2 separate regions of the Macaca mulatta genome follow, and region 2 is linked to region 1. A link is a contact called in public Hi-C data. All regions are on one chromosome and are shown on one strand. Each heading gives the region's core, a stretch centred on a gene start, on an enhancer-like site or on the middle of the called end of the contact. The rest is flanking DNA. Distances are from core to core; before and after follow the strand shown. Region 1 holds the start of CTSO (cathepsin O). Region 2 holds the start of GASK1B (golgi associated kinase 1B).

Region 1 (7,672 bases), core at 2,580-5,079:
AGACAAAGTATTTTCTATACAGTGTACTGAACTCTGTATAAACATAATGCAGATATATATTTACTATGTATGATAAGAACTGTGTAGTCAGTATTTGTGTAAGCATGCACACAAAAAGATTGAATTAAAAATACATTCTTTTGTGAACTACTTGGGAGAATCTATTTCTCTAGTGTATAAGTGTTTATATTCTTCTTTCTATTTACAGGAAAATGGATAATACAATGTTTAAACATAATGATAGTCATTTTTTGTGTACATTTCTTAGAGCATAGCACATGTCTTATTCTCCACTGTACCCCTCAGAAAACCCAGACCAGTTCTTTAGACACAATAGAAATTAAATAAAGTATTGGATGAATGTTTGGGAAGATGAATGGACGAATGAATGAATGAATTATAATCTATGATTTTAAGTTTATGTTTCCATTTAGCCAATGTATACTTTAAGTGAAAATTGTCAGAAAAAGTCTGCAGAACAACATTATCTAACATCAAATTCATGTTTTTATCTTTATATAAGGTAGAACATGGGTCTCAAACCCCTTGGCCATGGACCAGTACTGGTCTGTGGCCTGTTAAGGACCGAGCTGCACAACAGGTGGTGAGGGGCCTGCGAGCGAGCATTACCACCTGAGCTCCACCTTCTGTCAGATCAGCAGCAGCATTAGATTATCATAGGAGCACAAACCCTACTGGGAACGGTGCATGTGAGGGATCTAGTTTGCTCCATCCTTATGTGAATCTATGCTTGATGATCTGGGGTGGAACAGCTTCATCCTGAAATCATCCGCATCCTTCTCACCCCACCCCCACACCCCAGTCCGTGGAAAAACTGTCTTCCATGAAACCAATCCCTGGTGCCAAAAAGTTTGGGGACCACTGAGGTAGAAAATAGGTTTTAAAGTTTTCTTGGATAAAGCCTATTTGGAGGACCTAATTCCAGATTTCAAGGGACTGATTATGGCAAGCACATATAAGTGGCTCATTAGTTAGGATCACTTGTTATAAAGATGCTACGGCCATCTATTTACACATAAATAAACATTCCTAAATGTATAATCTCATAATAATATAACCTGTGTCATTATGGCAACTGGTCTTAAGGTGAAGCTTCTGAAATTTTATGTAAAATCACATGTGCTTTGGTATAGATACTATTCTAAAGTGACAGTATCAAACTTTTATTGGATCCAATATTGGGTCTTCGCCTCCCAAAGGATAAGAATGCCAAATGATCTGTGGTAAAATAATGAGTATCAGTAAATATGAGGGCAAACCTAGGTTTTGGCACAAAGGAAAGTAGTAGGCTGAATCCAACAGTTAAGAGCTTCCTGAGCACTAGAAGTTTCTAAAGTAGTGAAAGCGCAGAGACAAGGGGTGTCATCCAAAGTCAGGTATCTTGTGAGGCATCCCATAATAAACCATAGAGGAGTCTAGGTTTCACTGAACAGAATATAATATTCTGTGGGAAAGTCATGGACTAACTTAACTTTCATGTAAGGTGCATCCCCAGGAAACTTACAAAACTATCTAAGGCTAAGATTAAAACAAATTAAAAACCTTCACCATTCTCTAAACCCATGATCATGAAAGACGTTACTAATTAATCAAGGACTTTCTTGAACCAGATCTTCAGCTGCAAAACCCTGTGTCATCAATTCACCAATGAATTCACTTGATTTCAACAAGAAGTTTCATGGTTACCAAGGAGGCAGGGCCTTTTCCACGTTTCCCTGTGTCCAGCTCTCTATCCCAAGTCCAAACAGCAATCCCCAGCTAACTAATCTAACTCATGTCTGATGATCCGAGATGAAAGAGTTTCATCCCAAAACCATCCATCCCCCTACTTCCCTCCTCCACCCCCACCGTCCATGGAAATACTGTCTTCTGTGAAATCGGTCCCTCGTGCCAAAAAGATTGGGGACCGCTAAGGTAGAAAATCGGTTTTAAAGCATTCTTGAATAAAGTCCAACTAAGCACCAAGAGATGTTCAGTTTCCAGCAACTGTGCTTTGAAGCCTCACTGTTCTCCTTTCTGCGTACCCCTCTCATGAAGAAAATTCCTACAGGCAGCAATTGCTTTGAAAACGTTTTCGGTATTTCTTAACCCAAGGTTTTTAAAATGTACTAAGTGTCTTCATAATTCCATCCTCCTCCACTTCCAACTTTCCATCTTTCAACCTGGATCTTTGTATTTCTCCTGAGAAAAGTTACATTTTCTAGACGTTCATCCGGGTATAGCCTCTTTACAGGACCAGTATGAGTCACTACATAAACTATATACATATATATTTACAAATTATCTAAAATCTAAACAACCGTTAAAATATATTTATAAGTCTAGCCCTTTGAGCTTTGTCCTGAAATACTAATTTTTTAGGAGCCTGACAGTGTGTTTATTTATGTAGCCAATGAATATGTTATCAATAAAGGTGAGACTGACTTTTCCCCTAATGGGTTTGATTTACCAGGAAAACGAACCTAAGTTCAGAATAAGGGTAGAATACAGGCCAGAATTTTGTTCTTGAAAGAGTAAGAGGACTTCCGGTTTTGAAAACCAGAACTGAACTCAAGAATAATAAAGTGGAGATAACAGTACACATCTCGGTTTGGACGAAACGTAAGAGTGGACAGAATCAGGGAAGGCTGGCCTTCCTAAACATTGGGGCTTTCCGGGGGTTGGGGGGGGGGCGGTGGGAATGAGCTTAGCTATGAAATCCTGTGAGAAATTCCAACAAACACCAGGAAAAAAGATACACTCTCTTGAGCAATATTACTGAACTCAGACTTACGTTTGATTCAGAATGAATGTTCTTTTCTAATAAATTAAATCATGATAATGGCATCTTTCACGAATTTAAAAACGTGTTAAATGGTATCAGATATCTAGAACATAGTGAGGCAAGCACGAAAGCGGCATCTCTTGCAGTCTCCTTGCTTTCAGGAAAATCATTATTTGTGCTCAGCTAACCGGTCCCTTCCAGAGATTTCATGCTAGACTCAAATCTAAGCATTTATTATAAAAGGATTTTCATAATAATAAGAAAAGGAAATTAAATGTTTCTCTTTTCTCCAACTCAGTCTCCAACAAGGCAGGAAGAACTTTTAAGGTGGTGCGTTAGTTTAAGGAGAATCATTAACCATCCGGATTCTTTAACCAGGCTAAAGGCAGGCTCTTTGTCTCTAACTTCCGATCACTAGCGCCCTCCTCGGGAAGAAAAAAACGACAGGTTCCTTCCACCAACAGGCTGCTCCCTGTTTCTGGTTCTCATAAATGAGAAATAGAGGAGCTTTGGAAGCCAGTGGCAACGATCGAGGGGATTGCTAAAAGGGGGTGCTTCTTCCCACCAAGAACACTTTGGACGTATCTATTTATTCATTTGGATGCGTCCCAAAAATTCATAGCGGCAAATCTTTTCTGGAAAATCAAATCGTTTGGTGAGCAAAGGCATGGGGGAGCGACACCATGGCACAAGGGGAGGGGAGAGAGAAGCTGGCTTTTGCACCCGCAGCTCAGTGCCCCAGACGCATCGCAGAGCCACGGGTGCCCACTAGCAGGGTCCCCTCTCGGGGGCCCTCTTCCGCAGCCCAGACCCGGGACAGGAAGTGGGGGAGCAGAGACAGACCCGGGGAGGCGCGCGCTCGGTACCCGGAAGGCGGCGGCCTCATGCTCGCGGCTCCGCTGCCAGGTCGGGGTGAAGGGGGCGTGGGAGTCCGCATCGCAGCCGCCCCGGCACAGAAGCCACAGCAGCCACAGCAGCCACAGCAGCGTCCGGAGCTCCATTAAGGCGCCCGGCTCCTCCGCGGCCTGCGCGGCCTGTTTTCTCTTTCGGTTCCTCGGCTCCTCCCATCCTGGGCTCGAGGGGCGGAAGGAACCCGGTGGAGTGCATGGTGCTGAGATTGACCCTTTTTTAGGTCCCCGGTGCACTGTGACTGAAAATCTGGTTAGCTGGAGGCTATGGACCTCCTCATTGAGGCTAGTTTTTTGTTTTTGTTTTTGGAAGAATCAGGCACTTGACTATGTGCTTTCAAGGTTTTACCTCCGTACATTAGAAAAAAAAGAAGCCCGAGAGTCATTCTTTGTGTGTGCGTGTTGAGATCAGGGCTCACTGCAGCCTCGACCTCCCAGGTTCAAGTGATCCTCCTGCCTCAGCCTCCAGAGTAGCTGGGACTACAGGCGCATGCCACCACGCCAGGCTGTTTTTGTATTTTTAGTAGAGATAGGATCTTGCCGTATTGCCCGGGCCGGTCTGGAACTCCTGGCCTCTAGTGATCCGCCCGCCTTGGCCTCCCAAAGCGCTGGGATCACAAGTGTGAGCCACCTGGCCTGCCCTGTGAGCCCCCGGGACGTGCCTTGTTCCTTCTTGCCACAATCCCTAAGTTCAAGACCTGGTTCTGAAGTGACGAGGGCCAATACATAGTCATCCATTCAGCAGATGTTTATAAATACGTAACAAAATTGTACAGTTGTGAAAAGCCTACACAATTTTTGGATCTATTGTGGCAGTTTCAAAACTCTTGGAGTCTGTTTCTCCATTTACAAAGGAAGATAGAGCCAGGTACATAATTTGCAGGGCCCCGTGTAAACTGAAAATGAAGTTCACTTGTTTATAAATTGTTAAGGATTTCAAGACGGTAGCAGCAGAGCATTAACCCAAGCCATGATCCTTCTAAGCACCCACTTCTGAACAGGTCACACACTCATGAACCTGACTCTACTGAGCCTTTCTGTTATAATCTATTCTGAACAAGGCTTCCATGTCTCTGAAATTCATATCATTACCCTTGTGGATTTTTAGAACTAACATCAGATTTATGTCTTTAGTTTTTACCTAGGTGCAGTGAGTTACAATATTCTCTGATGCAAAATCGGTAATAAAAATAAAAATAAAATAAAAATAATGTTCTGGGTATTAAGAGGAAAGACACGAGAGTTTTTTATGTACATCCATGATAAGATATATTGCTCTTGGAAAGTGTGGTGATAAAGATTTTATTTAAACCATAAGTTTACAGAACAATGTTCATGTTAACCTCAGCAGTTCTTTTGCACTTAGCCCTTTCTTGTAACTCATACAAGCACATGCTTTTCTTTTTCAACTGAGGTTTGCTTTCAGATCATAGTCCCTGTTTATTGACAACCTACTGAGTCAGGAAATTTAAATATAGGCAGTCATCCTTCCTGTAGGATAATTGCTATTGTAAAAAACCACTTGAACTAAACTCACTTCATGAGCTCTCATCAAGTATTTGTTGAGTACCTGCTAAGTGTCAGGCATTGTTCTAGGTAATGAGAATTTATCAAGTAAGTGCATAAGTGACTAAAGAGATGAAAATCCCCATCCTTATGGGGCTGGTATTTCAATGGATTTACATCAACAAATATTTATTGAGTACTTCCTAAGTGTCAGGCATTGTTCTAAGTCATCAGGACACAACAAGTGCATAAGTGACTAAAGAGATGAAAAGCCCCACCCTCCTGGAGCTGGTATTTCAGTGAGGGAAGAGCCACAATAAAATTACTACAGGTGGAGGATCCCTTATCCACAATACCTGGGACTGGAAGTGTTTCAGATTTCAGACTTTTTTCCTCCAGATTTTGGAATATTTGCATATACATAATGAGATCTCTTGGCGATGAGACCCAAGTCTAAATACGAAATTCATTTGTGTTTCATATACACTGATGCACATATCCTGAAGGTAATTTTACTATTTTAGATAATTTTATGCATAAAACAAAGTTTTGAATGCGTTTTGACTATGAACCACCACAAGAAGTCAGTGTGGAATTTTCTAGGTGTGGCGTCATGTCGATACTCAATAAGTTATAGATTTTGGAGCATTTTGGGTGTTTGGATTAGAGATGCTCAAACTGTACATGTGTTAAAGGACAATAAATCCAGATAAGGAGAGTCATGAGTTTGAGGGGTGGTATTGCTATTTTAAATAAGCTGTTTAATACTGTCCTCACTGATGAGGAGACTTTTGAGCAAAGCTTTGAAGGAGAAGAAAGTGACCCACATGGATATTCAGATATCCAGGGAAAGAGAAGCTAAGATAGAGAGAATTGTCAACACTAAGGCCTTGAGATGGAAGTTTGCTTGGCATGTTCCAGAAACGTAAAAGAAGTCAGCATGGATCGAGTAAAGGAAAAAAAAGAGGATGGGAGGAGAGTAGAATATGAGATAAATAAGAAGCACGCAGATTGTAAAGAATTTTGGGTCAGTTAAAAGGGAGATCAGAATCATCTATTACATAGTAAAACAAAGTTTTTGAAAAGTGTCTTGAAAAGTGAAGGTGGCAAGTATGTGCTAATTCTTAGAATAAACACTACAAATTACATGTATATGTGGAGATGTACTTTTTTCATCAAATTTGCAGAATAGCACATGGAACTTCCTTCAACTCTGTATTAGATATCTGTTACCACATAAAATATAACCCTCAAACTTAGCATCGTAAACATATGAATTTTTCTTATACAGTTTCTGTGGACCTGGCAGGAGCAGCTTATCTGGGTGGTTCTAGCTCAAAGTGTCTCAGGAGGTCGCAGAGAAGCTGTTGCATTCTCTGAAGGTTTCCCAGGGTTAAAGGATTCAATTTCAAGCTCATGTGACTGTTAGCGGGAGTCCTCGGTTCCTCTTAGGCCTTTGGACAAAATTTTCAGGATCTTATCAGAAGGCTGGGCTTTTCCAGACTGCTCTTTGTTCCTGCAGAACAAGTGACTGGAGAAATTGAGACAGTGGACCAGGAAATGACTGAGGTGGGAGTAGCAGTGTCTTTTTATAACCTTATCTTGAAACATATCATCTCTTCTGCCATTGGTTACACAGAGCCAGTTTGGTAAGATGTGAGAGGTGGAGCTGACATAGGGTGGGGTAGTCAGGTGCCATCTTGGAGGCCCACTACCACAACCTCATGTTGGACATTACAAGCTCAGTAACAAACGCAGTCATTTCTTTATGTGTGAAAATACTCCAGGACTAACCATTTTCACAAATGCCTCTCAACCTTTATGATACACATATCAATATTTACTGTTGTTTTTATCCCGTTATGCACCTTCTGGGTTTTCTTCTACTTTTAATCATGTTACTTCATGTTTCAGTGACTTTGCTATAGAGTTAATTTTTTCTTTGTTTCTTTTTTTATGAGACAGAGTATCTCTCGCTCAGGCTGGAGTGCAGTGGCGCCATCTCGGCTCATTGCAGCCTCAGCCTGCCGGGTAGCTGGGATCACAGGCAGGTACCACCACACCTGGCTAATTTTTTGTATTTTTAGTAGAGACGAGTTTTCACCATGTTGGCAAGGCTGGTCTCAAACAACTGACCTCAGGTGATCTGCCCACCTCAGCCTCCCAAAGTGCTAGGATTACAGATGTGAGCCACCGCACCCAGCCTTGTTTTTATTTTTACTTGATACACAACACATTCATGTGTTTGTTATGATTTACCACTGTACTAAGCATTTTGCAAATATTAACCTTAATTCCTCCTTGCAGAAGGTAGTATTATCATCATTTCTGTTTTATAGACGAGAAAACTGAGGCAGAGAAAAGTTAAGTACTAAGTGCGTGAGATATTGGAAACCTCATATAATCAGCTAGAGATTATTCAATAATTTGAAACATAAACTGAGAAAAATGCTAGGGTTAATCTGGGGAAAAT
Region 2 (7,672 bases), core at 3,755-6,254, 2.2 Mb after region 1:
TAGAGTCCAAGGAACAAGCAATGAACGCATTCCTTCATTCGTTCAAAATATTTATTGAGTTTCTACTATAGGCCAGACTCTCCACTAAGATCCAGAAATGCAATTCTAAAGAAAATGGGAAGTATCTTTGACTTCAGAGACCTAGAGAGTAGTGGGAAGGAACAGATGATTAAGCAAATGATTATAATACAAAAATGTATTATATAATATAATGATATAGAGCAAGCTGAAAAAGATGCTAGGTAACTAGGTAAGATCTGTTGCCTCTCTGGGTGGACTGAGAGGCTCAAATAAAGTCAAACTTTGACTAACAGAATAGGAGGGCCCTAGAAGAAAGCTACACACTTCTGTGGAAATCAGGGAAGAAAGACACAGTGAGGAAAAGACTAGAAATAGGTGGATGGGTAGAGATACTGAGAACCTAATGCTGTCTATACCATGACCAGAAGTGTTCTATTTATGTACTTTGCATCACTATAACAGTCTGCTTGAGTAGAATTATATTGTGTAGAGTATTCATAACTATATGAAATCATTTCATGAGCCCCTGAAGAAACTGACCTGACTTTGTGACTCTAAATGACTAAGTTGAAGAAGGTATCAAAGAGAGAATGTTGTTTGAGATATAATCTTAGAGATTTTATTTATTAAATTGAGTCATACTAGTATAACCTTATTAGTTTATTTCCATCACCACTCCCATATGAAAGGAGAGAGAAATATCCAGGCTATACTGAGATTACAAACCCCTCCTTCAAATGAATTTTTGTTCTCAAAGATGCTGGAAATTCAGAGCAAAAAATTAAATACCTAAGAGGAATCGTGATTACAAAAGTTTAATTAAGCAGTTTTAGCCATAGTCTTATCACATAAGAAAATAATACATGAGACTTAGAGATTATGTGAGGAATTCAATGAACTTGGTACGTCCTGTGCTTGGTATAATAATAATAATAACCAATATTTATTGAAGGTTTATCTTGTGGCAAATCCTGGTTCTAAGTGTTTTCCATATATTAACTAACAACAGTCTCATATGGTAGGCAGTATTGTCATTTTACAGCTGAGGAAACTGAGGCATAAAGAGACATGGCAACATTTCCAAGTCATAAGATTGGTAAGTTCAAACCTAGTTAGTCCAACTCCAGGGCCCAGGCTCTTAGTCACTACTGTATTCTCCCAACTTCCATCCAAGAGTGTCTAAGGGAAGCTCAAAGGACACATCAGAGAACCCTGCCTCAGGATGTACCCAGGAGTTCATCTTCTCCTCTCTGGGGCCTTTATGACATGAAAATGAATGGGATTACAGCATAACAAGAGGGATCCTGTGCCCTACTCTGCTCAGAACAGTCGGTTGTGCCTATTGTCCCAATGCCCACCAGCAGCTCCTTTCATGCCACACAGTTCCAGTTTGAATAATAAGTTACATATTCACCTAAGTCCAGTGGCTAAGAAGTTATGTTCTGAAGTTTGCTGGGCCTACAATCAAAACCCAGTTTAGCCACTTACTAGCTGTGGGAGTTGAGGTCAATTACTTTGTCTCAATAAGCCTCAATTTTCTCACCTACTAAATGGAAATAATAATAGTCCCTACATAATAGCATTGCTATGAGAATTCTAGGAGCCAACACATATGAATTGATTTGTATAATCTTTAACAAATTGTGGACACCCAATACAAAATTCATTTTTATCAACATTAGATTAAATGTTTGAGAGGGTTTCTTACATTGGCATAATTGTGGTGGACTGTTTTGTAAACTTGAGACATCAAAGCATACCTGTGAATCTGGAGCACTTAGACAAGAACCACTATCAGTAATGAATGTCCAGTTTTTCTAAGTAAATCACTGGTACTTCAAGGATTATCCATTCTAAAACGAAATTATAATGCTAAAGCCATTGGAAATGCAGTCTGGGTCTCAGCCACTCCAAGGGATTTTAATCCATTCCATTGTAGGCTCCCTGGGAACCTCACTGAAATGCTAAATTTCATGGTGACATGGAGAAAGTAAGTATCCTTTCAGCTTTAATCTCTTTGGGGTACGTTGTAGCCTCTTGAGCCAATCTGGATTCAAAGTTGTAACTTCTGGCATCATTCTGCATTCAAACATAAGCCACTGACTCACTGTACTTTGTATTCAAACCCAGGAATAGCTTTAATATTCAGGGAATATCCTTTATATGGCATGGGCATGACCGCAGACCAATCCTTTTGCTGGCAACTGCAGTAACTGGCTACATATGTTAGAACCTGCCAAAATGTTTGTCACCCAAGAAGAGAGAATCTTGAAAGACTGGCTCAATAGACCATAGTCAGGGGCTTGATAAAACCACACAGCTAGTTAGTACACATACTGAACAAATTACCAATTTTTGCCTCATTCTTTTTTTGTTGTTAAATAAAGGGGTTAAATCCATTGGAAAAAAAATCAAGGGGTTGAACCTAACATGGTCAGGCTCTGCGCCCCTTAAGAAGATTCCATCTGCTCAAGAACGATAACTCGCTTCCCCCTTACTTTTAAAAACTTCTACTTCCTCCCATAGTAACCTATTTAATAGTATGCCTGACTATCAGCAAGTTCTTTGCCTCCAGCCTAGCTTCCTCTCCTCATCATGCAAATTGCCGTTGGCTTTAATTAGATTTAATAAACCACTGGGAAGTGCAGCGAGGGAAATGGAGAGCCAAGATTATACAGTATGGGCTTACTCTTGTATGTCCAATACAGCATTTTCCCTGGAACTCTCATATCCTCCCAGGCTGGGAAAATAAAGAATGCCAAGCGCATGGAAAGACAGGCTGCTGCGGCTGCTGCTGCTGCTGCTGTCCAAATGTGAACCGTGGGTGGAGAAAAATCATTTAGAAAAAGACAGTAAGGGAAAAGAGAAAATGAACCCGAATCCCCAACAGCTGCAAATAACGAAGCATGTGAATCTGTTACCTTGGATGAACTCTGCTTTCCTGCTCACAGACGGCAGGGTCCTGTTGAGCCCCAAGATCCTGTCTAGGTGGAAGGCGAACACCTCACTCATGTCCAAGGGCTGCTTGAGAAGCCCACAGGGGCTAGGGCCGCAGCGGAGCACAGCGCCAGGTGCGCCCCCCTCCAGCACCAGCAAACGGGCTCCGCTCTTAGAGGACACTGGCCGGAGCCCTGCCACTGTGCTGTCCGCCAAGAGTCGCATTCTTCGGATGTCATCTTTGCTCAGCCAGGAGGGGGCGCTCTCGCTGTAGATCCTAATGTTGCTTTCCCTGGAGCTGGGCTGCAGGAAGTCTGGGCCCCCGGCTCGCACTCCTGGACCCCGCACCAACCTCCAGGGTCGTTCTCCCATCTTAGCCAGGTTTGCTCCCTGAGCGTACCCAGGTGCTACAGCATCAGCTGCCCTTGCAGCTTCCTGCGGCTGAAGGGATGGTCCGACCAAAGCCTCCTGCCCTGGGGCAGCCGATGCCACTGCATGCTTTTTCCTGCGTTTGGGCTTCACGGTGCCACGGATATTGGCCGGCTTGCTGCGCTTGGAGCGTAGGGTAATGTACACCACATTGGGCTGCAGAGTGGACCCATTGCCCTGGGACTCTGGAGGCGCCAGGGTACCATCCAGGGGTATCTCAGGGAAGGATGCCTCGGCGGTGTCGCGGCTGCGATGTGGCCCCTTCTCAGCCACCTGTCCGTGCTGGAGAGAGGCCCTCCCCACCTGGCTCACCAGGAAACCCAGGTAGATGGCACAGGCAGTGCCCAGGAGAAGGTTTCTCCGGGTCCTTGGACGTCGGCTGCTCCAGAGTTTACACACCCGCGGGACGCACAGGGAGCAGATGAACCAGTTTATGAGCTGCCCCGGCTTGTCTGGACAGGTCATTTCTCTGCCGCATCCACATGTTGAACGGAGTTTAAAGTCTGCAGTTGGCTCCTGCTAATGTAATGCATGGTTTCCTGACTTCAGCTGTCGCGTCCGCTTCGGGACATAAATGGTCTCCAGTGGGTAGAGGTGGAAGGAAAGGGTTGGTAATGAAGCTGGGAATGTTTCAGACACAACAAACCTTTTAAACTATCAGTCTCCCCAAGGAGAAATGTGGCTGGTTTCTGGGAATGAATGGATACAGAGTTAACTGAGTCACAATCTCAAACCATTTAAGTTCCTCTACAAGAGTAAAGAAAAAAAGTCATCATTTCCTTTCATAAATATCACCACTAAGTGTTTTTAAAAATAAAAGTTAAAACCATGGAAACAAGATAGATGTATAGATTTGACAGTCACTTTAAAGTAGTGAAAACAAGACACAAAAAATCCAAGAGTGTTTTATAACTTGTACCTAGAGTCATTTAAGTTGACTCTGAAGCAAAAGCATTAAAATGTGACAAACCTGGGCTTTTCCTTTTTGAAATTCAGAAAGAACTTAAGACAAGTAATAGGTGATTTTTAAAAACTCTATAACTATACCATATTTACTTTTTAAAGTCCTGAATTAACCAAGTACAAGCAGCAAGTATTAACAATAAAATTTAGAAACATATTCTCTTACTCTAATGGTACAAATTTTTCTTCGTATTAATAATATGTTCCATTAGCTTACATTGTTAGTATAATACAAAGCCGTAAATGTCCATATATGTTGGAAACAGTTGCATTTATTCTGTTTCTCTCTCTCTCTTTCTCTCTTACACATACACACACACACACAACACAACACAACTCTGACTGCTTTTTATTTCTTTTCTTTCCACCGAAGTCAGCTGAAAGAAAATAAAAGCATCTCTAGTTCTGTTTTTTCACTATTAAAAAGAAAAAGAAGAAACTCGTAAGCAACCTTACTTACACAGCTGGCCCCATGCTTGGCTCCAGGAAGAATGTAATCCTTGACTCTAATGCAAAGAACTTTTAAAGGCTGAGGCATGTAAGTAGAACATATTTCATGGTCAAGAGTGTTCCACATTTCAAACATTTCAGTTCAGCTTTAAAAGCTCCCTTGAAAACTACTGATTACAAAGCAAAACTTGGAAACTGACTGCTGCATGGTTTTAAGAGATATAAGGCTTTTAAAAACAATAGTTAACAAAATAAACATTAATTTTAAATTCGGAAAAAAGAAATGCCGTAGAGAATCAGTTTTCATTCAAATAACTTTCCACTTATTTTTAACCCCTGGGAGCCCTCTAGTGTCGTGTTTGCAAAACAGACTCAGAAATGTCAGTCTCATGAAGTTCAAAAGATCGAGAGTGTTTGCTATCTTGGTGGAGCAGCCGCAGCCAAGGGAAGAACTTGTAAAATGAGGAATGCCATCACCCCTCGAGTGTCCATCCCGCATAACTTGGGGTTAGAGCACAAGCGTTCCCAGGAACTACTCACCTTACCATCTTGGCCGTTTCATTTGTCTTCCACCAGTTCTGGAAAGAGAAGGCCTAGAAGTTCAGGAAAAAAAGGTAAGAAAGAGTTAATATAAATGAGGGGGAAAAAATAGAACAGTGAGATAAGAGTGCACATAGATAAGGAAAGACATTTATAGTGTGCAGTTGCACAGTGCAACAGTTCACAAAAAGAAGTCATGGATTCTCTCTGATTGGAGGTTTTTAAAAAAAACAGGTAAGGGATTGGCCTGGGTGGTTTGCGTGTCCTAGCACAAAGGCAGGGGCTGATGACCTCGGGGTCTCAATTAGACTATGACAAATAGAATCAAAAGGCAAGAAGACAGAAAGGGAACAGGGATTTTTCCTCCCCACAGAGAAAGAAAGTTGTGATACTGAAGAGTGGGTAAAAGATTAGCATATGGTGTATATTCCTAAAAATACTATATTTTACAATGCAAAAAGAGCAAGGAGTTGGAATATATATGGAAGGAGAGAATAAACGTCCAAGTGGTAAATTGACGAAAATTATAATCAGGCTGTTATTTTAGCACTCTAAACTCAGTCCTTTTTTCCTCTTTAAAAGTCCTGCCACATGGAGGAATGAGAAGGAGCAATCCCAATATTGATAGTAGCCTGGAAGTACCTGGGTATTTTGGCTAAACTTTCTGAGAATTCAGGCCTCAAAGCAATTTTATTTGCACTCAAAAACTCTTAAGGCACATACTTTCATACACACAGAATTATTTTCTATATAGAAAATGTGAACTTCTTGCAGGAAAACCATATCAAAGCTGCATTTTATAATCATCTTATTATTTTCACAGTTAAAGGAACAACTGACTTGGATCTATAAAAATTAAAAGTAAGCCTTTGGCAGAGGCCAGTTATAATAACCAGAAGTCTCCTCCAGCTGTTTTTAGAGCTACTTTTTTCATGGAGAAATGTCTAGGAGATATTGCGAGTTGTGTGAGTTGGTAAATCTGGTTGACTACCTTCCTACCCCACTCCAAAAATGTCTCCTAGAAAAAGAACAATACACTGTCCCCTGCTATAGCCACAATAGGGATTAGTGGAGGCTCCACTCTCTACTCTGAACTATGATATTCAGAAAATGGGCTGAAGAGGGAGGAAGCCTGGCTTTAAATTCTTCTCATTTAACTCTTACGTGTGGTCCCCTGTGGCAAGTCATTTTACCCTGCCTCAGTTTCCCTCATGTGTAAGAGAAGAAAAATAATACCACTCACTCCATCGGTTTCTTGTGATGATTGAATGAGATAGCAGCCTTGGAATGATCATTTGAAATACCATGATGCCTCGTTAAACTGCTCGGAAGCCTGTCTCCTCGGCCCAGGCCTTGACACATAGTCACCATTGCACCACAGCAAAGCTATCACGGTAGAATTGAGGACAAGCACACTGAATTATTTGTAGTCAAGATATTGATGTAACCAATACACTGGATAAACGGGGCTTGTCAGATATAATCAGAACACAATTTTAGTGATTGCCCCCCTCTACTGCCCATTGAAACCTCTTCTGTGGCCCGATATCTCTTTTCAACTTTCTTAAACGGAAACTCAGGCAGGCCCCATGACTTTTCCAGTAATACGTAAATTTTTTTAAAAGTTCTCCAGTTGTTAGCCATAGACATACAGACATATAATATACATAAACTAATTAATATGTTTGATTCTATATCATAGTAAATTTTTTAAAAAATTTCTTTCAAATTTCCAGAATTTCTCCAGAAGATAGCAGTCCCTCAAAAAGCATAACCAAAATCTACTGAAAAGGGACAGAGGAGATCCATCGTAGATTCTTTTTTGTTCCTGCCTAGAGTTCTTGTTCCTTAACCACTCACCCAGCCACTCACCTTACTTTGAGCCTGGCTCTGGCTGTTCCAAGGTAGTGGAGAGAGAGAAGCAATAATGGCAGAAATGGTTTTGCTACTCCATTCATAATGCTGCGAATTGACTTATAAGCTCTCCAGGTTTGGCAGGTATGTAAAGCTGACTCTGCGATGAGCATCTTGTAGTCACTTCAAAGACACCACTATCAAAGCATCTCTCTAGCTGGCTGTCGATGGCCCCTCAGTCCCTTGGAACTTGGTAGCCCCCTGTTCTGTTGAGATCACCTCAACTCTCCAGGCTGTTCTCTTAGGCAGCATTTAGGCTGACTCGCAGGCTGGTTTTCTAACTTGGACCTCTGTGTACTGCCCCACAAGTGATCCAATGGACATGGTCACCATGATTTGCTCCAGTAACCTCAGACTTCCCAATGCAGCAAACCACTTCCCTCAGCACAGTGGATCCATACCTCATTTTGGAATGTGG

The links. A called contact is a pair of places that touch in the nucleus more often than the background predicts.
Region 2: a contact with region 1 is called in a Hi-C map of fetal cortical plate, with 2.5 times the contacts expected there. The contact joins the promoter of GASK1B here to the promoter of CTSO in region 1. A contact is called at or near these places in 2 of 14 Hi-C or Micro-C datasets (fetal cortex germinal zone and fetal cortical plate).

The regions. Positions count from the first base shown.
Region 1 is chr5:164,542,035-164,549,706 of T2T-MMU8v2.0, forward strand. It overlaps CTSO (cathepsin O), which reads right to left and starts at 3,830. Exons shown (of 8, transcript XM_015139410.2): 1 at 3,652-3,830. The coding sequence starts at 3,786.
Region 2 is chr5:166,766,310-166,773,981 of T2T-MMU8v2.0, forward strand. It overlaps GASK1B (golgi associated kinase 1B), which reads right to left and starts at 5,005. Exons shown (of 5, transcript NM_001266338.1): 1 at 4,811-5,005; 2 at 2,943-4,076. The coding sequence starts at 3,852. It also overlaps a transcript of TMEM144 not described here.